2 separate regions of the Mus musculus genome follow, and region 2 is linked to region 1. Evidence: chromatin contacts called from public Hi-C data. All regions are on one chromosome and are shown on one strand. Each heading gives the region's core, a stretch centred on a gene start, on an enhancer-like site or on the middle of the called end of the contact. The rest is flanking DNA. Distances are from core to core; before and after follow the strand shown. Region 1 has its middle 31 kb from the start of 4922502B01Rik. Region 2 has its middle 44 kb from the start of Gm35145.

Region 1 (3,069 bases), core at 302-2,801:
TATGAACATACATAAACAAACAGAATGGGGTAGAAAAGATCTTCAACAATAAAATATTGAGTAGCAAAATAAGAGTGGTGAAGTAGGCTAGTCATTTACGGTTGCAAAAATGAATGGAGGGAAAGTTGGCGAGAAAGCCTCAAACCATCTACTCCCATACAGTGCCTATTGATAGGAAAACAGTAACTCAGCCTCTGGTGAGATCAGAGTAGATGCTAGACCTAGCATCATACCCACGCGAGGACAACACCTTATCAGGGGCCTTCTGCTGAGAAGGAATGCGGAATCAGCTTTCTGACACCTCCCCGTCCCCTCCAGAGACCTAACATGACTACGAGGAGCAAGAAGAAGATCAGGCAGGACAAAGAGAGGAAAGCGCAGAGAGGAAAGGTGTGGTTTCTGTTCCCCGATCTTTCTGAACTTCTGTACTAGGCAAAACAAAACGAAACACCAGCCAACCAATCAACCAAGCAACCACGCAAGCGCACTGAGTGTTGCCTGGGCAGACAGCTAGCTGCTGTTGAACTGCTTCCGAAGCTGTGCCCGTTTGATGAAGATCTAGCTAACAGATTACAAGCATACATCAATTCTCAAGTTCTAGGAAATGTCCTTATTGTCAAGAAGAAGAATATAAGGCTGTTTCTCTCTTCTTCCCCCTCAGTGACTAAATGCAAACACAAAGGCTGGAAACTAAACAGCTTCCCTAGACAAGGAAGCGACAGACCACACATCGAGAAAGTGCGAGAAAAAAGCGCCAAGATCAGGATCCCCCCCAACCCCTTACTCTCTACGCTGACTCTCTACATTTTAGCTACATAAAGGTATTTCTTTTGTGAGCTATTACCATACTTCTGTTTGTTTCTGCTGGGTATAGCCAACTTTATTTAAAAAATAATACATGATTAACTCAAAACTCATAAATGCTGACAATCTGAGTGTAGAATAGTCTAGTCACTTTTAAACACAATTTGATATTATCTACTGAATAAGATGGAAATATCCTATAGCCTAGACATTCAATAGTTGTGTTTATATCCTACAGACATTTGCACATGGGGTTGGGGAGGTAATAGCAGGAATTTCTGAGCATCATTACTGTAAAAACAACAATGGAAAAATCTATCCCTGTGAGAAAACGGATAACAGTATATTTGTACAGTGGGTATTCCTTCCAGAGTAAAATGAACAGAGCTACATAAATCAATAAATAAAAACTTAAAACATAAAGGTGAGCAAAAACAGGCAAACAACTGAATTTTCAGGTATGATAATATGGCTATTAAGATGAAAAAAAAAAAAACAGGTCTGGGGATATGACTCAGTGGTTAGATCACCTGTATAAATTCAAGAACTTGGTTCAGAGCTCCTGAACCTACATATAGCCACCTGACTCTAATCCTTGTACCCTTATGAGAATCATTAGAAACTACAGGCCAGCTGGCCTGCTCTACACAGCAGTGACCAATGGGAGATCCTGTCACAAACTATACACAGCAGTGACCAATGGGAGATCCCGTCTCAAACTATACACAGTGACCAATGGGAGATCCTGTCACAAACTCTACACAGCAGCGACCAATGGGAGATCCTGTCTCAAACAAGGTGAAGGATAAGCACTAACACCCAAGCTTGGCATCTGACCTCTGCTTTCAGGGTATGGCTTGTGCACAATCACACTCAGATACAGGGGTGCATATGTACACACACACACACACACACACACACACACACACACACACAGAGAGAGAGAGAGAGAGAGAGAGAGAGAGAGAGAGAGAGGAGGGAGTTAAAAAACACCACGCTATATTTACCCCAGCATAGAAAATAGTACCTATTTAGTACACTGCAGTACGTAAAATAGTAATTGCCAAGGAAGATGACTTCACTGTACAGATGATCAACATTGTCCTACAGAACCTCCTGCAAAGACGGATGTGTCTGTCTGCACTCAACATTTCAACATCGTAGCCATTAGCTCAACACGGCTAATAGAAGGAAGGAATGGACTTTTATGCTTTATTTCATTTTAATTCAGTTAAGTTCCAATAGCCACATGTGACTAATGACTCCTGACAGGCACGGGTCTAGACAATAAATCCTATAAGAAAAGCAGCTTTATAGTTCTTTGCCTATCTCTTTGGTGTGTAATTCAAAAGTGGACTTAAAAGAATTATGGTAATGCTTTTGATAAATCTTTTCTTATTTCTATCCACTTGCATGGCTTACCAACAGGTTTCAGCAATTTTATCAGTAAGCATGTACACACACACTCGCACACACACATACACACATACACACACACATACACACACACACACACATACACACACACACACACAGAGACACACACACAGACACACACATACACACACAGACACACACACATACACACACACAGACACACACATACACACACACAGACACACACACACACACACACACACACACACTTCCCATTGGTTGAAGTGGTGGATGCCTGCAATCCTGGTACTTGAGAAACTGAGGCAAGCACACCACGAGTTCAAGGTTAACTTGGGTTCCACAGGGCGTTCCAAACAAGCCTGTTCTATGTAGTTAAATTCACCTCAAAAACAAAAGCCAAGCAATCAACCAAAGGGAAAAGCCATTTAAACAGGAAGATGAGCAAATAAAATCAATTTGGTTCAGGAAAATTCATCTACAGAGGCATCCATTGTGAGAAACGTGTATCTCATTAAAAGATGTGTTTCATACAAATTTAATTTTCTTTAATAATTCCTTATCAAACACTGAGTAATGTGTTGAGCTTGATCAACATCATACCTTGATACAAAAAGATTTTTCAATTGTCCAGGGAAGATAATCCACAATTTTACCCAGGGTCCTCTGTTTCTTATGGCTCTTGTAGGCTGAAAGCCTTTTCCCACGGCTGTAGTTTAGGTCACGCCCAACAGGTGTCGCTGTGTTTCTCTCAGAAATTTAACAAATTCTGCCGTGCTCCTGTGACTGAGCAGCTGTTTGAGGGGTGCAGGGGTGCACCTTTTAGGATCCTTGCTTGGAACTATAATCTTTCGGACACAGAAAAGTGCA
Region 2 (3,363 bases), core at 392-2,891, 140 kb before region 1:
TCAGATACATGTATGTTCTTTCCCATCTTGCTTTTTTAAAAAATTTTAATTCATACTATGTTTCATTTCATTCCTGTATTTCAAGATTATAAATGTGCGACTCTCTGGGGGTTTTTCTTTCTTCCTCCGGGTGTCTTTGCTGGAATCATGACTAGCCACGCTGCCGAGGGTGCGTGGCAACAGAAATGTGTGCCGAGCTGAGAGAAAGGACCTCGGCATTAGCCTGGCACCTGCTGACCTCTGACTGAGTGTCACAGGACAAGTCACTTTTCTGCCATCTTACTACAATTAGGACTGTACCAAATGACCTCTAAGGACTTGCTTACAGCTCAAATACTCTCTGGCTTTTAAATCTTCTTTTATGTGCACTATAACAGCCATGCAGCAACGACAAATTTTCTTCATGTGCCTATTTTATAGCCATTTTATGGGATTATAGCATATGTGTGCTCATATGTGTGTGCGCTTATATGTGTGTCTCTCTGTTACCCCCCCAACACACACACACACACACACACACACACACACACACACACACACACACACAGAGGATTAGTGGTAACCACTGTAGATAATATAAGTGTAATAATCTGTAAATACAACTTGTACACAGAGGATGCCAGGGTATTTAGATGCCTCTGTTGGAGAACACATGTAAGCATCCATCACAGGTATAAAATAGCATCCTCTGAAATGCCATTTCTTCCTTCCCCCAGGACAGATAAAGCGCCTGCAGACTCTCCGACCAGCCACTGAAACAGCCATGAAAAACCTCACGCTTTTCTAAAGCAGGACAAAGCTTTGAAGCTTCAGCGTCTGCTCCCCAGCATCCCCTGGCTGTGAGGAGGACAGCATTTCCCTAGTCAAAACAGCCTGGCTCTATTTATAGTGCTCACGTCTCCAGATAATAAACGGAACTCGCGGGCTATGCTCAGATCGCCTTCCTTCAGCCACCCCACCACTTAGCACAACGCCCACAATGAAAAACAAGGTCTACAATTTGGAGCCGTGGCTCTAGTTAATTACCTCAGAGGAGACAATGACCACCCTATACTTGAAGAGCCAAAACCCGGAAAGAGTGTCTGATACCCTTTGTTTGCCTTGGGTTTTTAGCATCCCTCTGGCTAGTTCACTGGGCTTGGTGGGTTTTTTGTTTGTTTGTTTGTTTGTTGTTGTTGTTGTTGGGGAGTAGGGTGGGTATTTCTTTAAATGATTCTAGAAATATCTCATCTCCGTGGTTGGAGAGAGGCTGTGTTCATCAGCTAGGTAATGTTCTTAGCAGATAGCGCTTTAAGTAAGGACAGCAGACAATACAGCTTCCACGGAGACTACTACAATTCCCTTCTATTCTTTTTCAAATGTTAAGTTTGTATTAGGTTATTTAATAGACCACAATATATTCAGTAGGTACAGAATCCATGGCCCCAAATGGCTGCGTTTTAATTCTATCCTTCTAGTCTGTTTTAACTAAGACGTTTTCTCCTGTGCATATAATCTTCATTATCATAGAAGTTATTTTTAATTTATAATTAACATAGTCTCTGTCTCATCATGTATGCCTTGATCGACTTGGACCCTCCAGACACATCTTATCTGGTACCACGTTGGCTGGGTCCTGCAGTTCTCCAAACATACAGTAGGTGTCTATCTTAGCCTTCCTTATCCCTTCACTTTCTTTTCTAGTCCCTGACACTGGGATATAGTGCATAATTCCAAAATGGCAGCTTTTTGAAAATTCACCTTGATTATCAGACATTAAAAGTGACTCATCCCGCAGTGACTGTCTGGCAGAAGGGATAGGATCAGACAGCAAGACAATGAGGGGACTGGGAACATTAGCGCACTAGATTACAGAGCCATCAAAAATACCTTTGTTCTGTCAAAGATCCAATCATTTGCTAGTTGTGTTCTGTGGAGGAGAAAGAAGGGGGGAAAATCCACCAAACAAACAAACAAGAAAATTCATCTGAGAATTAAAAACCTCCTCAGATCTCTTTATCCTAAGTGGGGAAGGGACGTAGCTGATGATCCATTTCAAGAGCAGGCAAGGTGGAGCTGCGTCTGAGCGGGGAATCTGTATGTAGCAGCTTTTCCCCTCAGTAGCCATCACACTTTGCTTATGACCTTCTGCCCTTTGCGTCTCCGGAAGAGCGGAAACTGCCAAGTTCAACAGGGCTTGGTTTTGTCTGTGTGTCTGTACTGAGCCTGACTCACGGTGGAACAGTTAGAAGGAATGATCGCACAATTAGAGCGTTTTCATTCAAAGCGCAGCTTCTGATTTCCATCACGGTATATTAGAAAGCTAAGCAAGACATGTGTGATGGGCTAGAGGGGCAGATGCTGAGGGAAGCTGTTGGCAGCAGGCTTTCCACAAGCATCCAAACAGGCGTCTGTAAAATAGCAGAAGGAGCCTCGCAGAGACCGTGGATTCTGTATCAAGCATGTATGTGTGTCTCTGTGTTCAAGGGGGAGAAGGGACTGGGTGGGCAGTAGTGTCCTTTTCAGGGAGCCCTTCTTAGGGAGCTGCCCAGGCAGGTGAGAGGAGAGTGAGATGTCCTGAATCTCGGAGCTTCTCATCCCCCAAGAGACGGAGAGGCCAGATGGGACGTGGGTGTCTGGCTTCCTTCTCCCTTTCTTAAAAAAAAAAAAAAAAAAAACCAAAAAAAACCCACAATTTCCATCATTTGTCTATGAACTCAGAGGAGGAGTTTATCAGTCATGGAAAATGCCCCAAAGGGGCTCAGATCAAAGGCAGACTTTGAAATGTGTACTTAGGTGGATCTCCCTGCCAAATACATTAATGTGATTAAAACACAAATTCCATTGGCAGTTATTCCATCTGTTTAGGTGATGTTGGTTGGCAGTGCCATGTACCGGTCAATGGTGGCCTTTTACAGAGGAGTGCCGAGTGAATTTAAATGCTCTGCCGCACACGGATGCTACCTGCCGCGCTCTGGGAGGATTTGGAGGTCTTATTTGCTGGCAGGGCAGGGGAACCAGCTGCTGTCACACCACACAGGGATCTAGTGATAAGAATGGCTTCCTGTTCACTGCCGTCTCGCAAATGGATTCGTGAAAACAACTCGTTGTGATTTTCTAGGTGTGGTTGGTACACGGGGGCTTGCTACTTCTTGTATCCTCCCCCCTCCCCATTCTTATTTCTGCCTTCAGGTACAGAGCACCTCCATGACCACCCCCACCCCATTTATTACGTCGAGCATCAGTGAGTACATTGCTTTATGGATGGAAGGAGACAGACTCAGCAGAACCCAGCACATACTCAGACGCCCAGTATGTTTCTTTGGATTCACAACACACTCCTTGAGCATGGTGAAAGAGAAATCTATATAGTTTAAAGATCTC

The links. A called contact is a pair of places that touch in the nucleus more often than the background predicts.
Region 2: a Hi-C map of the N1E-115 cell line shows a contact between it and region 1, with 5 times the contacts expected there. The contact joins two enhancer-like sites. A contact is called at or near these places in 5 of 39 promoter capture datasets (cranial neural crest, embryonic stem cells, liver and 1 more), 6 of 484 Hi-C or Micro-C datasets (the N1E-115 cell line, cerebral cortex, nephron progenitors and 3 more), 2 of 115 datasets of contacts at active chromatin or transcription factors (differentiating embryonic stem cells and embryonic forebrain) and 1 of 9 other capture datasets (embryonic stem cells).

The regions. Positions count from the first base shown.
Region 1 is chr8:109,279,198-109,282,266 of GRCm38.p6, reverse strand. No RefSeq gene overlaps it. Among named protein-coding and RNA genes, the nearest start is that of 4922502B01Rik, 31 kb to the right of the region's middle. Within about 2 kb of position 1,551, at least 7 of the 459 cell types and tissues checked have an H3K27ac peak or open chromatin away from gene starts, as enhancers often do. A contact at or near this core is called in the N1E-115 cell line, where this site is marked.
Region 2 is chr8:109,415,704-109,419,066 of GRCm38.p6, reverse strand. It overlaps a transcript of Pmfbp1 not described here. Among named protein-coding and RNA genes, the nearest start is that of Gm35145, 44 kb to the left of the region's middle. Within about 2 kb of position 1,641, at least 67 of the 459 cell types and tissues checked have an H3K27ac peak or open chromatin away from gene starts, as enhancers often do. A contact at or near this core is called in the N1E-115 cell line, where this site is marked.